5 separate regions of the Mus musculus genome follow, and all the other regions are linked to region 3. A link is a contact called in public Micro-C and promoter capture Hi-C data. All regions are on one chromosome and are shown on one strand. Each heading gives the region's core, a stretch centred on a gene start, on an enhancer-like site or on the middle of the called end of the contact. The rest is flanking DNA. Distances are from core to core; before and after follow the strand shown. Region 1 holds the start of Agfg2 (ArfGAP with FG repeats 2). Region 2 has its middle 9.9 kb from the start of Mir702. Region 3 holds the start of Ache (acetylcholinesterase). Region 4 holds the start of Actl6b (actin-like 6B). Region 5 holds the start of Tfr2 (transferrin receptor 2).

What was found. Promoter capture Hi-C pulls out the DNA fragments that hold promoters and counts their contacts. A called contact is a pair of places that touch in the nucleus more often than the background predicts.
Region 1: a contact with region 3 is called in a promoter capture Hi-C map of pre-B cells, with 3 times the contacts expected there. The contact joins the promoter of Agfg2 here to the promoter of Ache in region 3. A contact is called at or near these places in 7 of 39 promoter capture datasets (the 3T3-L1 cell line, the C10 cell line, embryonic stem cells and 3 more), 5 of 115 datasets of contacts at active chromatin or transcription factors (the SCID.adh cell line, embryonic stem cells, large pre-B cells and 2 more) and 2 of 9 other capture datasets (adipose tissue and pancreatic islet).
Region 2: a contact with region 3 is called in a promoter capture Hi-C map of embryonic stem cells, with 3 times the contacts expected there. The contact joins the enhancer-like site here to the promoter of Ache in region 3. A contact is called at or near these places in 12 of 39 promoter capture datasets (the 3T3-L1 cell line, 3T3-L1-derived adipocytes, the C10 cell line and 6 more), 3 of 15 datasets of contacts at CTCF or cohesin (the NIH/3T3 cell line, large pre-B cells and pro-B cells), 22 of 484 Hi-C or Micro-C datasets (the Ba/F3 cell line, the HL-1 cell line, the Patski cell line and 12 more), 22 of 115 datasets of contacts at active chromatin or transcription factors (the 230-238 cell line, VIP interneurons, bone marrow-derived macrophages and 14 more) and 5 of 9 other capture datasets (adipose tissue, embryonic stem cells, liver and 2 more).
Region 4: a contact with region 3 is called in a promoter capture Hi-C map of liver, with 2.3 times the contacts expected there. The contact joins the promoter of Actl6b here to the promoter of Ache in region 3. A contact is called at or near these places in 6 of 39 promoter capture datasets (the C10 cell line, cranial neural crest, embryonic stem cells and 2 more), 1 of 115 datasets of contacts at active chromatin or transcription factors (large pre-B cells) and 1 of 9 other capture datasets (liver).
Region 5: a contact with region 3 is called in a Micro-C map of the G1E-ER4 cell line, with 2.0 times the contacts expected there. The contact joins the promoter of Tfr2 here to the promoter of Ache in region 3. A contact is called at or near these places in 4 of 39 promoter capture datasets (the C10 cell line, cranial neural crest, embryonic stem cells and 1 more), 1 of 15 datasets of contacts at CTCF or cohesin (large pre-B cells), 3 of 484 Hi-C or Micro-C datasets (all in the G1E-ER4 cell line), 3 of 115 datasets of contacts at active chromatin or transcription factors (embryonic stem cells and large pre-B cells) and 2 of 9 other capture datasets (liver and pancreatic islet).

The regions. Positions count from the first base shown.
Region 1 is chr5:137,683,455-137,687,056 of GRCm38.p6, reverse strand. It overlaps Agfg2 (ArfGAP with FG repeats 2), which reads left to right and starts at 2,304. Exons shown (of 12, transcript NM_178162.3): 1 at 2,304-2,698. The coding sequence starts at 2,478. Gm15498 (a long non-coding RNA gene) reads left to right here. Exons shown (of 2, transcript XR_003956003.1): 2 at 1,416-1,672.
Region 2 is chr5:136,999,570-137,003,148 of GRCm38.p6, reverse strand. It overlaps the pseudogene Gm26989. Among named protein-coding and RNA genes, the nearest start is that of Mir702, 9.9 kb to the right of the region's middle. Within about 2 kb of position 2,283, at least 14 of the 459 cell types and tissues checked have an H3K27ac peak or open chromatin away from gene starts, as enhancers often do. A contact at or near this core is called in embryonic stem cells and extraembryonic endoderm stem cells, where this site is marked.
Region 3 is chr5:137,286,818-137,290,416 of GRCm38.p6, reverse strand. It overlaps Ache (acetylcholinesterase), which reads right to left and starts at 2,163. Exons shown (of 5, transcript NM_009599.4): 1 at 2,050-2,163; 2 at 1-405. The coding sequence starts at 383. It overlaps Gm42456 (a long non-coding RNA gene), which reads left to right and starts at 1,773. Exons shown (of 4, transcript XR_003955815.1): 1 at 1,773-1,852.
Region 4 is chr5:137,551,369-137,555,061 of GRCm38.p6, reverse strand. It overlaps Actl6b (actin-like 6B), which reads right to left and starts at 1,516. Exons shown (of 14, transcript NM_031404.5): 1 at 1,403-1,516; 2 at 922-998; 3 at 384-549; 4 at 1-66. The coding sequence starts at 1,427.
Region 5 is chr5:137,568,359-137,572,110 of GRCm38.p6, reverse strand. Tfr2 (transferrin receptor 2) reads right to left here and starts at 2,271. Exons shown (of 20, transcript NM_015799.4): 1 at 2,177-2,271; 2 at 1,993-2,039; 3 at 1,070-1,123; 4 at 588-834; 5 at 320-497. The coding sequence starts at 1,102. It overlaps Actl6b (actin-like 6B), which reads right to left. Exons shown (of 14, transcript NM_031404.5): 14 at 2,531-2,805. The coding sequence ends at 2,725.

The DNA.
Region 1 (3,602 bases), core at 1,055-3,554, 400 kb before region 3:
TCTTGCTATGTAGACCAGGCTGCCCTGAAATTCACAGGGATCTACCTGCCTCTGCCTCCCATGTACTGGGATTAAATGTGTTTGCCACCATAAGAAACTCTTCACTGCCTTGTTTTCTGGGACAAGGTCCCTCATTTGAATCTGGGGTTCCCTGATTAAGCTAGGCTAGGCTGACTGGATGCGCCTGTCTCCTTCCCAGAAATGGGATTACCAGCATGTATCATGTAGCCTTTCACATGGGTCTCTTCACATAAAGTTCAGGTCTTCATGCTTGCACAGTGAGCACTTAACTGACTAAAGTACCAACTTAGGCTATGACTACCGTTTCCTCCACCCCCAATTATTGGTGTGTGTGTGTGTGTGTGTGTGTGTGTTGCTCTGATGGGGGGAGGCGGTTGCCACATGCATGCCAGTGTCCTGAAGACAGAAGTCATTGATCCCTTAGAGCTGGAGTAATAATGATTGTGAGTCATCCAGCGTGGGAACTGGGAACTAAGCTTGGATCCTTTGGAAGAGCAGCAAATGCTCCTAATTGCTGAGACATCTCTTCAGCTCCCACTGCAACATGCTGAAAAAAAAAAAAGTTTGCTTTCTACCTCCCACCCCCTATTGCTTGGGTTCTGTAGACTTAACTCCCCAAGGGCGAAGGGCCTTTTTCTTACCAGGAAAGCCACCAAGCCCTCCCCACCAGGCCACAGGAGCAATAGCAGAAGAGGGAGTCCCCGGGCTGCCTGTGCTCTTGCTGATTATGAGGGGAAATAGGGTTGTCACTCTCTGATATGGCCTGGGTGGAGTAGAGACAGGAGGAGGAAGCGCACCCTCTGGTTGCTCTTGCAGACCACACCCTGTAGCAAAAGACAGACTGGAAGCTATCAGAGTCTAGTGGTCACCCCAATTCCTGCCCATTTATTCACTTGTGGTGGGTAACATTTTAAGGGGTGAAGAAATAACCACTGGCTAAAGAGAAGCTGTGCAAGAAATGGCCAGCACAGGGAAATGCTGAACGCTGAACTCTGAAAATGTACAAGAGGCTTTTTTTTTGGTGGGGGTGGGGTGGGGGACAGGATTTCACTGTGTAATCCCCTGGAACTCACTACATAGACCAGGCTGGCCTAAAACTCACAGCGATCCACCTGCTTGGAATCCAAGGCATGCAGCCATGGTTTACATGAAGCAAAATGGTTCCTTTGCATGTGTACATGGGGACTTGGCATCACCACAGCTCAGGGGGAAGTACACTTGCAGCTATGACAACAATTAAGCAACCTCATCTAGCCCATGGGCTCCTGGGTACCAATAACTCAGAAACCTATCTCTCATCTGCCCGCATCCCATTGGCATGTCTGAAACCAAAGTCCTGACTTATGGTTGCCAGCATCCCTAAACCTGCTTATTCTCAGCCTTTCCTTTTCCAGGCAGTGACCGAGGATGACTCTGAAGTACCGCTACTGCTACCCCCACTTCCCAAATGCTGGAATTACTGGCCTGTGCCACCGCGCTGAGTTGTATGCAGTGCTGGGGGCTTGAACCTCGCGCTTAGTGCACTCTACCAGCTGAGATACATCCCTGGCCACGGAGCAGAGCTTTTAAAATCAAAAGACTCAGATTCAAATTCTGACTGAGCCACAAACCAGTTCTGTGATCCACTTCAACATGTTTTCTTGAATATTTTTTACATGCATTTATTTATTTGTGTGTGTGTGTGTGTGTGTGTGTGTGTGTGTACTCATGGAAATCAGAAGGCAGCTAGCTTATAGGAGTCGGTTTTCTTACAGGAGTGGGAATGAAGGTTAGTGGCAAACGCCGTTCATCCCTTCTGCATCCTACCTCAGGTTTTTAACTTGACTCTAAAGTGGGGGCTCTTTCTATGACTTGGATAAATAAAGTATCTTTTACAAAGCACTCCCCTTCTCTGTCTTTCCCTTTCTCCTCCAGCTCATCCTAGGGCAATTTCTTTCCGATTTTCTTGTCTCCTGGCTCAGCCTGGAACGAGCCTTTGAAATTTGGCGGGAATTAGTATCAATCCGGAGGATGAGCACTACGCACGCGCCGAACACCTCCTTTCTCTCGCACGCTAATTTTGCAACCTTAACAACCAATCAGAGTCAGCATAGGAGTCCGTGGCGAGAGGGGGCGGGGACAAGGAGGAGGGCACGCATTGTACTTGCAAGGTGGGGGTCTTTGTGAACCAATGGAAAAGACAGAAGGCCGGGTGGCAGTGGGGCGTGGTTCTGAAGGCTCCAGCAACCGGAGGCCGTCTCGAATCGAACCAATTAAAGCAAGGAGGTGGGGGGAGACTAGCCAATCAGCGTGCCGAACAGGACGAGGAAGGGGGCGGCAGAGTCTCTCGCGGTCGTGGTCGGGGCTGCAGGAGCTGGTGTCAGGGTTGCCGGGCGTGCGAAGGCGGCGGAGGCGGGAAAGGCAGCGAGCGGTTAAAGGGGAGCGACCGCTGACTTGCAGAGGAACCTGGAGGAGAGATGGTGATGGCGGCTAAGAAGGGCCCGGGCCCGGGTGGCGGGGTCGGAGGGAGCAAAGCGGAGGCTGAAGCCGCTTCGGAGGTGTGGTGCCGCCGAGTGCGGGAGCTGGGCGGCTGCAGCCAGGCCGGGAACCGCCACTGTTTCGAGTGCGCCCAGCGCGGGGTCACGTATGTGGACATCACCGTGGGCAGCTTCGTCTGCACCACCTGCTCCGGCCTCCTGTGAGTGGATCCGGGGGGGGGGGGGGGAACTGGGTTTGGTTCGGGTGAAGTGAGTCTGCAGGAGCTCGGGGCGATCCAGGAGGTCAGAGGGGTAGCCCCGGCATTGGATGTGGCGGTGGAAGGTCGCCTGCTGCAGAGGTGTGTCGTGGGGGAAAGGGAAAAAGCGCAGGGGGACAGAAGACGGGAGTGGAGTCGCGCTGCAGAGGGAGGGTGGGGGCTGTAGAAGGACACGAGGAGAGGATTGGAGAAACTCCCTGGGGGAGGCGAAGGCGAATTGCAGGTGGGGAGAGAGAAAGTGTGGAGGGACTGGGGTGGGGTGGGGGAGGGACTTAAAGGGCCAGAAATTGACATAGACCTTTAAAGGGAACTTTAGCTGGGGTTGCATTGTATCTCAGTTGGTAGAGTGCTTGCCTAGCACGCTCGGCGCCCTGAGTTTCCATCCACAGCACTGCATAAAACCCGAGTAGTGTGGTACACGCCTGTAATCCCAACACTGAGGGGGAGGTGATCAGGAGTTCAAGGCCAACCATGAGACCCTTGCCGCTCCACCAGGAGGGGAGCGGAGGGGAACGGGGTGGAAGGAGAAGGGAAAGAAATAGGGAAGTCGAGCCTAAGACAAAAGTACCCTAGAAGGGAATGGAAAATGCTCCACGCATTAGCCCAGGCTGACAGCCTAGAGTGGCAGGTATGAAGCCAGGGATCAGGTGCAGATCCTAATCTTTCAGGCTCTGGAATGCTAGCTAGAGGGTAGATGACTTACGAAATATACTAAGGGCAGAGAGCCAAAGGGTTATCCTGGCGGACAGCTTAGCTTTCCCGAAGAGATGAGGATCAGAATGGCATATTCTTTTCTTTTCCCCATTTCGTCCTCTGCCCCCGTTAAAGTTGCATTTGATTTCTTTAC
Region 2 (3,579 bases), core at 1,034-3,533, 290 kb after region 3:
TACTTGTATGCAAGAGGTAGAGGCAGGAGGATCAGTAGCTCTGTGTCATTCTTGGCTACATAGTGATTTCGAGGCCAGCCTAGGCTACCTGAGACCTTGTTACAAAGCAAAACACCTAACTTGAAAAGAATCTGCAGCCCTGCTCACTCATGCCTTCGTGCCAGGAGCACAAAGCCTTTGTGCGGCCGCAGTGTGACATAGTGCTCCTTCAGAACTGTATACAGGGCTTCCCACAAACCCCCAGTCAGGATGCCTGCCCAAGCAGGGCTGTGACACAATGAAGTCCAGACTCTGGCGACTCACAGGACACACAGCCTTTTGTGGATAAAAGTGGGATGCCGTCACCACTCTCTCCCCAGATCCCCAGCCCTTCCAGCCTCACTCTTTAGTACAGAAAGAGCAAGCCTTACGTCCTGATCCTTCTAAGTCCTTTGTTCCCTGCTTCCTATACAGCACACCCGGTGTCCCCTTCTGAGTGGAACCAATGCTAGTGCCAACTTTCTTCCCCAGGGGGGAGTCTTCTGTAGAAGGATCTTGTTAATTATGGAGGGGGTGCCCTATGACCAATGGGTACTCCTAACTTTCATCTTCGGTTTTCATCTCTGTGTTTACTCTGATTAAAAGCAACTTAGAGGAGGGAAGGATTTGTTTCAGTTTGTGGGCTTTGGTCCATCACAGTAGGAAGTCAGTGAAGGAACTAAAGCAGGAATTTGAAGCAGAAACCCCAGGGGAATGCTCCTTACAGGCTCACTTGTAGACACATGCTTAGCTAGCTTTCCTATACAGGCCCAGGGAATGATGCCGCCCACAGTGAGCTGGGTCTTCCTACATCAGTTAACAATCAAGACAATCTTCCACAAAACCACAGGCCAATCTGATCTGGGAAATCCCCCGATTGAGATTCCCTTCTCAGATGGCTCTAGGTTGTGCCACACAAGGCTCACCACTGAACATGAGGTATTCCCCATAGAGAGGAAGATAGCAGAGTCCAGCCAACATGGCTACCGGAGGCCCAAGCCTGGGAAAGAGCTGGGAGAAGGCCTTGCTGTCACTGGAAAATTACAAAAGATTCCTGTGCTCATGATCTCGTGGGGGTGGGCCCGGAGCATGTAGCTCCCGTCTGCAGGTAGCTCTTCGGTTTTCAGTAGCTTTGAGGTGTGTGGAAGATGTCAGGAGATAGAGGCACAGAATGCAGGATGAAGGCCAGGTAAGATTATTCAGCTTGTACAGAAGGTGCCAAGCCCGACCTCCCGAGCTCCACCCCTGAGACCCACATGACAGAAGGAGAAAATCGACTCTGACTGCTACATGCACTCTATAGCATGCACAAGCCCCTCCCCAGACCCCAAATAAATAAAGTGTAAATTAAAAAAAATTTTTAAAGATTTATTTATATATTGTATGTACCTGAGTACACCATTGCTCTCTTCAGACACACCAGAAGAGGGCATCAGATCTGTTACAGATGGCTGTGAGCCACCATGTGGTTGCTGGGAATTGAACTCAGGACCTCTGGAAGAGCAGTCAGTGCTCTTAAAACTACTGAGCCATCTCTCCAGCCCCTAAAAAAATTTTTTTTAACAATTTATTTATTTATTATATGTAAGTACACTGTAGCTGTCTTCAGACACCCCAGAAGAGGGCATCAGATTTCTTTACGGATGGTTGTGAGCCACCATGTGGTTGCTGGGATTTGAACTCAGGACCTTTTGAAGAGCAGTCAGTGCTCTTAACCACTGAGCCATCTAAAAAGTTAAATTAAAAACCAAGAATCCAAGATTACTGCTGGAAAGATGTGTCTTTACCTCACCAAAGTTCAAAGTTCAAGGTCCTAAGATGGGTCCCAGGGTTCAGGAGGTCACTCTTTCATGTCACCCCATGTCTGAGCTCAGGGACCCATCCAGTGCAGGCTCCAGGATGGAGGAAGGTGAGAAGGTGGCAGAGAAAAAGAAGACTGTCTTTCAAGAGTTTAAACTGGTTACCTTGATAGGGAACTACAAATTCTCCACGTTCTCACCCTTCAGCGCCTTCCGCCTGCATGCAGAGAGAGGGCAGGGCTGAAGTGTTGTTCTCAGGGAAAACTCCATCTTCCAGACTCAGGCAGATGGCTCAGGGGGCAAGCGTTTGCCAGGCAATCTGGGGACCTCAGATCCCCAGAACTCAGGTAACTGCCAAGTGGGCATGGACGCCTCCTGAAATTCTAGCCTCTGAAGCTGGAGAGAGGAATCCCAGGGCAAACCAGCTAGCAAGAACAGCCATATCAGTGTGCTCTGGGTTTGATTGAGAGGCCCTGTTTCAGTGCTCTGGGTTTGATTGAGAGGCCCTGTTTCACCCTGTTTCAGGGTGGAAAAGTGCTGGGCTCAACCTCAGGTCTCCAAGAGCAACAGGTGTGCACATGTGCAACACACATGAGCACACACACACCTGTACCCACACATATTTGAAAACAAAAACAAAACTGCATGCGCATGCACAAAACACAGACAAGAATCATCTCTAGTGAAGGGTGAAGAAAGGGCATGGCTGAAAAGGAAAGACGTAGGTTTTGTCATGCAGTCAGTCAATACAATCGGCTCCCTCCCCTCCACCCCTGCCAAAGAGCCTTGTGGTCTCCTCAGGCCCTTTCCTGGTGCCTGGTACCCACAAGGGTCATAGGTCAGCCATATGTCTTCTAATCCCCCTTTCCTAGTCCCCTTGTCTCTGGGCCCCCATGCCTGCCCCACCCCCACCCCTTTCCTGTCTCACCCATGAAGAGAAAAGTGAGCACTAACCAGTAGGTGCCTATCACTTTAAGTTGTTGCTTCTGAGGTATTTTCTGATGAGAGAGAAGGGAGGGGGCATGGGAACATCCAACCTAATGGCTCCCATTGCGCCACCAGGACTCCAGGGCCCGGGAAACAGACGGCGAAGGTTTGGGGACGTGAACTCCCAGGGAGCAGCTCACTTCTTTTTTTTTTTTTTTAATTAATTTATTTATTATATGTAAGTACACTGTAGCTGTCTCCAGACACTCCAGAAGAGGGCGTCAGATCTTGTTACAGATGGTTGTGAGCCACCATGTGGTTGCTGGGATTTGAACTCCAGACCTTCGGAAGAGCAGTCGGGTGCTCTTACCCACTGAGCCATCTCACCAGCCCAGCAGCTCACTTCTGAGGTGATCGGATGTTAGACATGGAGACCCAGAACTTTCTAGGCTCCTTTTTGGACTGACCTTTGAACTTCCTTGGTCAATGAGTCTGGGTAAGTTACTGGGAGGATCTTGGAATTGAGAAAGAGAGGGAAAGAGACTATAGAAAGGGGACAGTGCTCGCCTCCCTGGTGACTGAGGCATTAAGGTAGGGAAGCAGCTGGCTAGCCTGCCCACTGGCCACAGTCTCGGGCAATGGTGGGGACCTGAGACTTTGATCTCTAACATTCAGGCCAGGCAGGGCAGGAGGACCCTGACACACAGGCAAGTGCTTGCAATGCTGTCTGTTTGCAGGGAGTGGTCCTGGCTACTAGAATCAGTGAGGACAATGGGGCCCCCTGCCCCTGTGCCCTGTGGCTTATCTCTTTCTCCCCGCCCTCCCCAAACACAAA
Region 3 (3,599 bases), core at 914-3,413:
AGGCAGTCTTCACTCAACTCTCGGTTGGGGTTCCACATCTCAGTACCCTCAAACCCAGGGTACAGGGTGTCCACGTACTGGTAGCAGACATTTTGGAAGGTGGTAGCATCCAACACTCCTGACCAGGGCCGCTTGGGCTCTGGTGGCATAAATCTACGTGAGCCCACAGGTGGCTCTGCAAAGGGGATGCCCAGAAAAGCTGAGACTGGGCCTCCAGGGGCCTTCAGGCGGATGCCCCTCAGCTGGCCCCCTCGAACCCTCACCAGCAGCTGCGGGTCTTCCCGGCCCTCAGCCCTTGCCCCTCCTCCCAGGAGGGAGAGGAGGAGGAAGAGGAGTGGAAAAGCCAGGGAAGGTGTATGCAGGGGATACCAGGGAGGCCTCATGACTGCCAGGACAGGCTGGTGTCTGCTGGGAGAAAGAAAGGCAAAGGGTGAAGACAGCAGCTCAGTGGGAGATTAAGAAACAGTCTTGCCCAGGGCTTATCAAGGAGTTGCAGAGGAGGTGTGGCAGATTGGTAAGGGGAGGGGAGAAATGGAGTCAAGCTAGGAGACGCGACACAGGCAGACAAACACAAGATCAGACATACACACACCCATACCGCAACAAATGCAGCCAACTGAGATAAGCCTGGCTAATACATAGTCTCCCTTGCCCAGCAAGTTCCAAGGGCCTCCATACCTCTTTCCCCTGCAGCTTGAGCTAAGACCCCTAGTATACAGCACAGGGTTGGAAAGGCTTTGTATAGGCCCCAGGACAGGTGCAGGGGACCCTCATGGACGGACGGGTGTGGCCCCTTCGGGAGCTTGCAAGTTATAAGAAAGCACAGCCCAAGCCTCTCCTGGGTTAGCCAAAGCCTTCTGGGGAGTGGGTTGGGCATTCAAGGTATCGGGAGTCCCAGGTTCTGAAGGCATCTTGGAATCTTGTCCAGTCGACACCTTGCCCCACCCTGCTCCGCCTCTCTTCTTTCTGGTACGGCCGGTTGGTACCCGTTTGCTTTACATCAACCGCACCCCTCTCGCCTGACTCCAGCCAACTGTCTCACTCGCCCCTTGTGGGGCTCACCAGAACTCAAGCCCCTATTGCATCCCCATATTGCAATGCCCTCCACTGCCAACCGGGAGCAGTAGAGACCAAGAAGAGGCCAGAGCTCCCCGCCCGAGCCTTGGTGTGGGGGTATCTGGAGAATCGTGAGCATCGCAGAGGGGGTTGAAGGGCGAGCCAGGACGTCTGTGTTCCGGGAGCTCCGGAGATCCCCGTAGCAAAGGCAGGGGCGCTATTTTGGGGGCAACAGCTGCTGTAGTTCCGGCGTCTCCAGCCAAGAGATCAAAATTCCCCGGGTCGGAACTACCCCCTCCGGGTGTTCACCCATCACCCAGCCAGTTCTGGTCGCCTGGATCTGGGGATAGTGGCGTTGTTGGAGATTAACCAGGAAACCCGAGTGGGGCTAATTATAACTCGGGGCTTCCGCTGAGCCTCCTTTTAGAGGGAGGGTGGGAGGGTGAGAGGGAGGGAGGGAGGGAGGGAGGGAAAGAGAGAGACAGAGACACATAGAGAGAGACAGAGTCAGAGAGAGAGAGAGAGAGAGAGAGAGAGAGAGAGAGAGAGAGAGAGAGCGCAGGAGGGGTCCTGGAGCTGGCAAGGGGCTCAGCTGGGTAGGGACGTTGGGGTCGCGGCCCTCGGGATGGGGGGTGGTGCATTCGGGATGTCAGTAACCTGCGCAGTTTGGGCTCCGCCCCAAACAGGGGGCGTCTTCCAGTGTCCCCAGACTTTGAAGAGAGTGGGGAAGGGGCCTTCAGGGGGTCCCTGCAGGAAGGGAGCGCAGAGGCAGCGGCCGGCCCAGCGAGCATCATCAGTAAGTATGCAGCGGCTAGCGGGAGTTTCAGAGGAGTGCGAGGCAGTGGAGGGGCCCCTCTAGGCAGGCCCCACGGGGCAGGAGGTGCAGTAGGAGCTCTGTTGGGGGGCTTCGATCGTTCCAGGATCGCACGTTTCCCCCGGGATGCGGATTGGTCCCGACTCGGTGGAGGGTCCTGGGTGGGTTGGGAGACTCACCTGAGGCGGCCAAGCCGGGCCGGGTCGGGCCGCGCCGGGAGCTGGAGGCGGCCAATGTTCCCCGGCGCAGGCTGAGCCGACAGTGACAGCCGCCTCCGGCCCCCCGCACACACCCCTCCGGGCCGCACGGCGCCCCCGCCCGCCCACTGTCTCCGCCCCCGCCCCTCCCCGCTCCCCCGGGCTGCCACCTCCCCTCCTCCCTCCCTTCAAGCCCCGAGACCCCGGGGAGCGGGAGCCCAGACACACTCCAGTGGTAGATTCAGACAGACCGACAGACCCGCAGACCCGCAGCGGCGGGGCAGACACCCACGTGACAGACGGACCGCAGCCTGCGGAGACACCAGACACCGTTCACGCAGGCGACAGTCTCCTGCGGTGACAAGTCACAGACAGACCGGTCGCCTTTCACGGACGGAAGGACACACTGACAGCTCTAATCCAGAAAGATCAGAGGCCTAATATTTGGCATCTGTAACCAGGACAAAGCTTGGGGCAGGGTAATAAGAGAAGAGACACGAGAAAGCCTGACTGAGGACCCCCTTCAGCTGACACTGGTAGAAAAGATGACGTGGGACATCTCTGTGGAGACGAAAGAACACCTGTAGGAACAAATAACAGAAACACAGGCTCTCCCTTATAGGAAAAGACCCCTGTGGGCAAGAAGAGGTGACACGGGGACAGCTGAGAAGCCAGACCACATAGTGGCAAGCAGAAGGCTGTGGGGAGATGCTACAATGCACTCTGCTGCAGCTCTGGAAACTTCCGGAACCCCCGAGGGTGGGCTTGAGCTAATTCCCCTGACCGGTGACCTCCGGCTGTCATCACAAGGGTCCGGCTGGTCCATGACATCACCGGGCCAAGCTTTCATTGGTTGTTGTGGCTAGCAGGTGGGAGCGGCCTACACTTGGAGCCCCCAGCCTGTTTGGGAGTCCCTTAGACCACACGCCCAGCCTTCTAGGGAGTCTCCCACCTAGCTGCACCTTAGTGACTGTGGGAAGTGTGCAGTTTTGTGCCCACGCGAGATCACTACATGAAAGAGACAACTGGCTCACGGGGTGGGTGGGGGCATCTGGCTCTGGAGCCTGCGGGCCGCTGCTGCGTGGGCGACTGGCCTGCACGCGAGAGCGTGGGGACGTGCGTGCGCGCACGCGATATGGGGCGCTGCGTGGATCTATGGGGGGTAGGGGGACACGTGCACGCATGCTCGCTGTGGACGCCGGGAGCTTTCCCTCGAGCCCCAGACACTCATCACTCATCAGTCACTTCCTCCGAGCAAGGGGCAAAGGCGCGCTGTCTTGCAAAAGGCTGGTCCCCAGAAGATACCAGCGCAGAGTCCAACCTCTCCCAGATATGCGATTTTCATCTCTCCAAACTGCGACATCCCCCCCGCCCCCCCCCCCCGCCCTCCAACCCTCCTGTCCCTGGAGAACCTGGCCACTGCATGCCGGGAAACTCATCTGCAGTCCAGCTCACTCGCGACGGGTCCGTGCTGACTATCGCCAGGTGGCGCCAGAGGCTGTCATTCGGACCTTGAGGACTGGGGTGGGACC
Region 4 (3,693 bases), core at 267-2,766, 270 kb before region 3:
GCTCGGACTTGACATGTTTGCTGTAGGTATGATCCAGGATGGCTCGGAAGCACTCCCAGTCCTCAACTAGGGACAGAGGACCAGCGTGGAGAGATAGATGGGAAGGTGGGAAGGAAGGCAAGGATCAGAGACAGGAAGTAAAGGAAGGAGGGAGGCCAAGTCTGAAGGTAGGTGAGTCCAACTTCTGCTTACAAGCACCACCCCCCTTAAGTTCCAGAATTCTAGGGGAACTGGTCTGAAATCCCAGCAGTTGTAGGGAACAGTGAGACCCTTGGGACTTGGGCAGCAGCAAGCAAGGTTCTGTGGGTATGGAGATCGGCAGCCACACACTGGGCGTGGGGCTCCCAGTCTGTTTCAGAAAGTAGTGGGTGAGGGTCCCTTACTCATGCCATTCTTGAGGGGCGACATGACCTCCGCTCCATCCCGAGGCACGTGCAGGGCATTGGTGTCGATGTGGAAAATCTTCCCTTTCTTCTCTTTCTCCCCCTCCAGCTCCAGCCCGCCCCCCTCTTCTGCGGCCAGCAGCCCCACAGTGGTGGGGAAGTCAGCCTGGTTACAAGGAACATGAGCAGGGAGCTAGATTATTCCCTTCTTTTTTGGAGACAGGCTCTCACTGTGAACCTCTGGCTGGCCTGGAACTGTCGCTGTAGACCAGGCTGGACTTGAACTTACAGAGATCTGCATGTCTCTGCGTCCAGAGTGATGGGATTTAAAGGAACGCACTACCCTGCCCAGCTGGATCATCCCTGCTAGTCCCTGGTTCAATTGCACTCAAGGCCCTCAGCCACCCCCGGGGTCCTTCCCCTGTCTCCACTCAGGTGAGCTACTTGAATTGACCTGTGCGCATTTGTTCATAGGCCGACCCGCCTGGCAGAGGGTGTCCGAGCCCCTGGGATTTGGGGAGGGGACTGGAAGGCTCACCTTGGGGCAGTCCTCCCCAGCGTACCCAGCTCGGACTGAGAAAGAGCCAATGTCAAAGACGAGCGCCCCCACCTCATCTGTGCAAGGAGACAGGCTTGTGAGGAGACCTCTCCCAAACTGTCTCCCTATATAGCTTGGAGAGGATTCTGGGGTTATAGCCACAGTTTAAACTTCAGCGGGGAGTGGGTGGGAGATCCACCTGGACTTCAGGGCGTTCTGGAAGTAGAGGGTCAAAGCCACCAGAGTTCCCTCTTGCCTAGCGGCCTGGCAGGGAAAAGAAAGGTCCAGGGCCCGAGAGGCAGTGTACACTTGGGAACCCCAAGAGAATGGAAAGCAGAAGTAGTGGGAGACCCAAACCTCAGACTGGACCTGATGCAGTACGGAGGTGACAGGCCCAGGGATGCTCAGGGCTTGGGACGCGCGGGTTCGGGATGCAGGGCTGTAGACCAGGCCGAGAGCCCAGTGCCCCAGGCCGGCTCACCTCCGCCGTAGACGCCCCCGCTCATAGTGCCCTCTCTACGCTGCTCGCGGCCCGTGGGCGGCGGCGGGATCAGCACCGAGGCGGCCGGACAGCTCCCGGGATCCCGGGCGGGGCGGGGCGCAGCGGCGGCCAATCAGAACACTGGATCCCCTGCCCCCAACGGCGCGGCCGATTGGTTATGAAGCGAGACAATAACCCGGCTGGGGGCCGCTGCTTTAAAGGTACAGCCGCTTCTTCATTCCGAGGTTGGGAGGAGGCGAGGGTCCAATTGCAAAGACTATGGACACAGAGAAAAGAGGAAAGAGATGGAGACGAGGACTCCACAGGGCAACGGATGGAATGGGACCTTCTGATGACATGGGACCCTCGTTTCTTGGTCTTTTTTATTTATTCATATTTTTACGTAGGTGAGGGAGGGGTCTCCTCTCAACCAGAGATGTCCATCCTCAGACTCCTGAGCCAGAGTCTACCGCATTCAGTCTAAATGCAATCACAGAAATGAGGAGATGAGAAGACTGAGGGACCAGAGGAGTATGCCTCTCCATCTCTTCCTGTGTCTTTTTACCTTTGTCTCTGGGCTTATTTATTTATTTATTTATTTGACCAGAATGGTCTCAAACTCAGAGAGATTTCCATGCCGCTGCCTCCAGTACAGCACACGACTAGATTTTCCTTTTTCTTCCTTCCTTCCTTCCTTCCTTCCTTCCTTCCTTCCTTCCTTCCTTCCTTCCTTCTTTCTTTCTTTCTTTTCTTTCTTTTTTTCGAGACAGGGTTTCTCTGTGTAGTCCTGGCTGTCCTGGTAATCACTCTGTAGACTAGGCTGGCCTCGAACTTAGAAATCTGCCTGCCTCTGCCTCCCAAGTGCTGGGACTAAAAGCGTGCGCCACCACTGCCCAGCCCACAACTGGCTTTTCTTTTATTTAAGACAGGGTCTCATGTAGCCCAAACTCAAACTAATATATATATGAGGATGGCTTTGAACTTGTGGTCTCTTTACCTTCACTTCCTGGGTACTAAGATTACAAAGCCTATGCCAACACCCCAGTTTATGAGGGTCAGGGGATGGAACCCAGGCCTTCAGCATGTTAGACATGAACCGCATCTCCAGCCCCTTTCCTTCATCTTTCTGATGGCCATTTTTCCTTCTTGACTTTGTACATAACATATAATAAACATGTGAGTGCTCATGGCTAACATATAGTCACCTGGCTAACCTAGCAAGCCTTCTTTTTTACTATTTCTAAATTTTGAGATTATAATATATATGTATATATACTTAAAGATTTATTTATTTTATGTACACGAGCACACTGTCGCTGTTTGTCTTCGGACACACCAGAAGAGGGCATCGAATCTCATTACAGATGGTTGTGAGCCACCATGTGTTTTGGGAATCGAACCCAAAGCCTCCGGAAGAGAGCAGCCAGTGCTCTTAACCACTGAGCCACCTTTCCAGCCGTGAGATTTCAGGGATGACCGTTTTGTACTGATTTGTTCTTCCCTGGGGAAGATTATTTCTCCTGCTCTCAGCATTCTAGCTAGCCTTCTTGATCCATGTCTCTACACAGACACCTGTGGTCTAAAGTCAGTCACCAGGAAGTCCTGTTCTTTGCTGAGTGTAGTGGCAAACACTGTCTTTCCAGCATTTTGAAGGCTATGGCAGGATAGTAAGTTTGAAGTGGTCTGTGCTACACAGGACTTAGAGAGAACTTGTCTCAATAACTACAGTAGGGAAAAGAGATGTGGAAGAGATGCCTAACTGGGAAAGCACAAGGACCTTCGTTTGGAGCCCAGGCTCTCCTGTAAAGTCCAAGTGTGGCAGCTGGTACCTGCAGGGTGGGGGAGGTAGAGACAGGAGGATCCCTGGGGCTTGCTGGCTGCCCAGTCGCACAGAAACCATGTGCTCTGGGATCAGTGAGAGACCCTGTCTCAAAAAATAAGGTAAAGAATGACTGGGAAAGACACTTGACATTGAGCTCTGTCCTTGATACACACATACATATATGTGTTCGTGCAACTGAACACTTGTGTGTGTACATACAGAACACCACACGTGCACACAAAGTCCATTTTCTGAAAGGTCCCTAGGTTCTTATGGGTCCCTGGCATCACTGACATAGCAATTTTGACAGTAAAGGTTAAGGAATGTCTTTGATAGTCTGGAGTGGCCAAGAGACTCTAGGTGACTCATGAATCCAGGCATACGTGTTTATGTGTGCTAGTGTGTCTTATGTGTACATAGGTACATGGAATGCATGTGTACACTGGAGACACTTCCCTGTTCTGCCAGA
Region 5 (3,752 bases), core at 1,022-3,521, 280 kb before region 3:
ATACATAGTCCAGGATGACCTCAAATTCCTAATCCTCCTGCGTGCTGGGATGACAGACACGTGCCACCAGGCCCTGGTCCCTTGTCTTCATCCACCCAGCTACCTATCTCCTAAATAAACCATCTGTGATGTCTTTGGCCTTTGGATACTGAGCTCCTGGTGTCTGCCATCCTTCCAAGGACCGCTGAGCAGGGAGGCCAGAGAGGCTCGTGGGAAGACCCAAGAAAGGACTTTGGGCAACACGTGAAGTGATGGGGCTCCTCCAGTCTGAGCTGATGACTGGACACTGGACCACGCAGCAGCCAGGCTGTGATCTTACCTGATGGTGTCTTCCATGCGCCCCTCCCCAAGGAACCGGAGAAACATGGCCTGGAGGTCGCTCCAGTACAACGTGGTCCGGCCGGAGTCCTCAGGGTTGACATCTTCATCGACCACCAACACGGAGTCCCCACACGCCTGGCAGGACCCTCGAAAGGCCACGTAGCCTAGGAGGAAGGCTGGCAGGTGGGAAGATGGGGTTCTCTTGTGCTCTCTTCTACTAGACCCCAGAAATGCCCCCAGCCCAGGAGGAGGGAGGGAAGACTCACCCCCAGTGAAGATTAGCAGGGTGATCAGGACCAGATAGGGGGCAGCCTTTCGACCTGCTGCAGCCCAGGGTATGGGAATTGACCTCCCGGGACAGGAGCCTAAGTGCTCAGGGCCTTTGAGTTCCATGGGGCAGAACTGGGCAGGAAGCTCCGCCCCTTCCTCCCTGTCTTCCTCCTCCAGGTGCTCCAGCTGAGGGCCTTCCACGCGTCTGTAGATGGTCTGAGAGGGTCTTGGGGACCACTGTTGCTGAGTGGAGGGGTGAGGTAGGCATGAGATTACGGGAGGGGGCCTAAGAGTTGGCTGAGGGTTAGGCAAGAATGGTGTCACTGACTCCGGCCAGGAGGAAGGGAGCTCTGGAGGCTGGAGAGGAGGGACCCAAGGAGGACCAGTGGGGCCAACCTTATGCATTAGGGAGTTGCCTAAGGGACACGAAGGAAGACCTAATGTGTGTAACCACAACTCCGCACCCCCGTGGTCTTACCACTCTCCGAAGTAGACCCCAACGTTGCTCCATGCTTGTGCCCCCTCCTGAACTCTGCAAGTAGTCCACACACACACACACAAAACCCCGATAAACCGTTTGTGGGAGCCCTAGAGGGCCCCTTATCAGCCCTGACAGGCAGCCTGAACCTAGGCCGTTTCTCATTCCCCATAAGGGTGGGGGCACAGTCTGGCCTCAGTCCAGCCTTCTAGACATTCCCCCTGGTTCATGCTAGACCGCAAGGGGCAGTGCCTTCTCTCACCAATCTTTCCACAAACCCCACTGTTGCGGGCAGACTGCAAAACAATCAATTTTTTTTTTTTTAAACCTCAGAGCAGACTTTGGCCAACTTGGTTCCCGTCACAGGTTGGGGGATGGGGGGGCTTAACGTGAGGGGGGAGGGGAGATATAGGTAAATCCCTCCTTTTCCCTGATTTCACTCTCTCAGGGTGTCCTTGGGGAAAGTCCCCAGCCCCCTTGGAAGTTTCACCATGAAAACGTCTGCCCCTTCCCACCTCTTGGGTCTGGTTGCTAGGTTTTCCCAGCACACAGCCTTCCAAATAACCCGTTAGCCGGTCTTCCTGCCCCAACCCCTGTCTCAGATTCCAAACAGCGGTATCTCAGTGGGGTGACTTGGTGGTTTAATCTGACCACAAAGCTGTCTGTCTGTCTGTCTGTCTGGAATCTGCTTGGTTGCTGGGGAGGAAGTGTTAGGAATGAGGTAAAGAGGTCAAAAGAAACCGACGAGTGGGTCTTGGAGTCAGGAAACTATGGGTTTCCACCTCACCGTTAGGGGGGCAGAAAAGGTCTTGGCCAAGCCACAGTCCTCCCCAGCACCCCTTGGATCACTAAAGGACTTAAGTGTTTCTCCTTCGGGGTCTACGACTCTAAAATTTTGATGAAGGGCCATAACCGCAGTTTACCCTCCAGTTTGAAATCCAAGCCGCGACGAAGACACCAGGACCTGCAGCTGTGAATGGGAAAGTTCAGGGTCCACCTCACCCTTACTTCTGGTCCAGGTTTCCCCTGGGAAACTGCGGGTCCTACCCAGGTCCAGAAAGATCTGAGAGGTAGGGGCTCACCAGTACCCCAGTCCCTGCCTCGTGCCTGTCAAAGCCGAGTCCTGAGTGGGAAGACACAGCAGCCAAGTTCAGCTCAGCAACAGGTCTCTGGGTTTCTTGGACCATGCTCCCAGGAGACTCAAAGCCTACTGAGGCCACACCCACTAGAGCACGCCCCCAGGCCCCGCCCCAGAGGACTCCGCCCCCGCACGTCCTTTTCTGGAGCAGCCCTGAACCAACAACCAGCTCAGTACAGACTCTTCCTGGTCCTTCCAGAGTCCTGACCCCACTAAAACCTAAGAAATTCGTGCCCCAGAGTAGCACGAATGTAGGTGTGTCTCTCTCTGGCATCTCACCAGATCCCCACGCCCCCATTCTCCCCCAAAGAAGTCAAACACTTGATTTTCATAAAAGTTCTTTTTTTTTTTTCTTCTTTCAACTCAGGAACATCACAGTCTAAGAAGATGTGGGTAAGAGAGAAGAGGGTAATGGGAAAGGGAGAGTTCAGCGCTTTTGGATTTCTGGCTGGTAGAACGCCCCTCTGGCGTTTCTCCGTGGATGGGGTGGACGGGTATTTGGGGGAGGGGGGCAACTTCAGGGGCACTTCCGCTCCACGCACTGCTTCCCTCCCTCCTCGTATTCCTGTTTGGAGATCCACATCTGCTGGAATGTGCCCTGAGAAAAGGGCAACATCAGCTGTCAGGCGTCACCCCACACCTCTCTACACCACCACACCTCGGCTTTCTACTTGCCTTCATGCATTTCTCACCTGTATCCTCCCCCCGCCCCCCCCCTTCCGGGAGATTTTAGGCTGCTCTACCACTGAGCCACGCCCCCAGCTCCTCCCTGGGGGATTCTAGGCAGAGGCTCTACCACTGAGCCACGCCCCCAGCTCCTCCCTGGGGGATTCTAGGCAGGGGGGGTCTACCACTGAGCCACGCCCCCAGCCCCTTACTTGAGATTAAACATGTTTTGTGCATGTGTGTTGTATTTGTGCCTGTGTTTGTGTGTGATGGTTGAGCTAACATGTACACACGGAGTACAAAGGGCAGGGTTTACCAAACCATACAGGTTTGTCACTCTGTAGAGAGGCTAGCCAGCCTTGAGCTTCTGGGGCTTCGCCTGTCTCCTCCCATTTTGTAAGAAGAGGCCTGGGATTACAGACAAATGTTCTCCTTACAAGTTGGGTTCTGCGGATCTGAACTTGGGTCCTCATGCCTTGTGCAGCAAGTGCTTTGCCTACTGAGCCATCTTTTCAGCCCTTGTATTTATTTGCCTTTTATTTTGGCAAAGGGTCTCAACCAATGGCCCAGGCTGACCTTGACCTTGTGATCTTACGGCCTCCACATCCAGAGTAGCTGGACATACACCTCCCACCCCAGCCAGCGCCACCATCACCGTTCTGACACCACCGGGCACCTCACTGCTACTCTCCCCTGCTGCTTTTTTCCGGGACCTTCCAACCGTCTTTTTTCATGGATAGCTGCTCAGCCCCCATGTGAAGGTTGGTGTCTCTGGCTCACAGAGCAGCCTTCCTGGGTGACCTCATTTGTCCCTGCCACTCTCCAATCTCTTGTTCCCGACTCAGATACCCAGCTGTGTCTTGGTTACTTCCTCCTGAA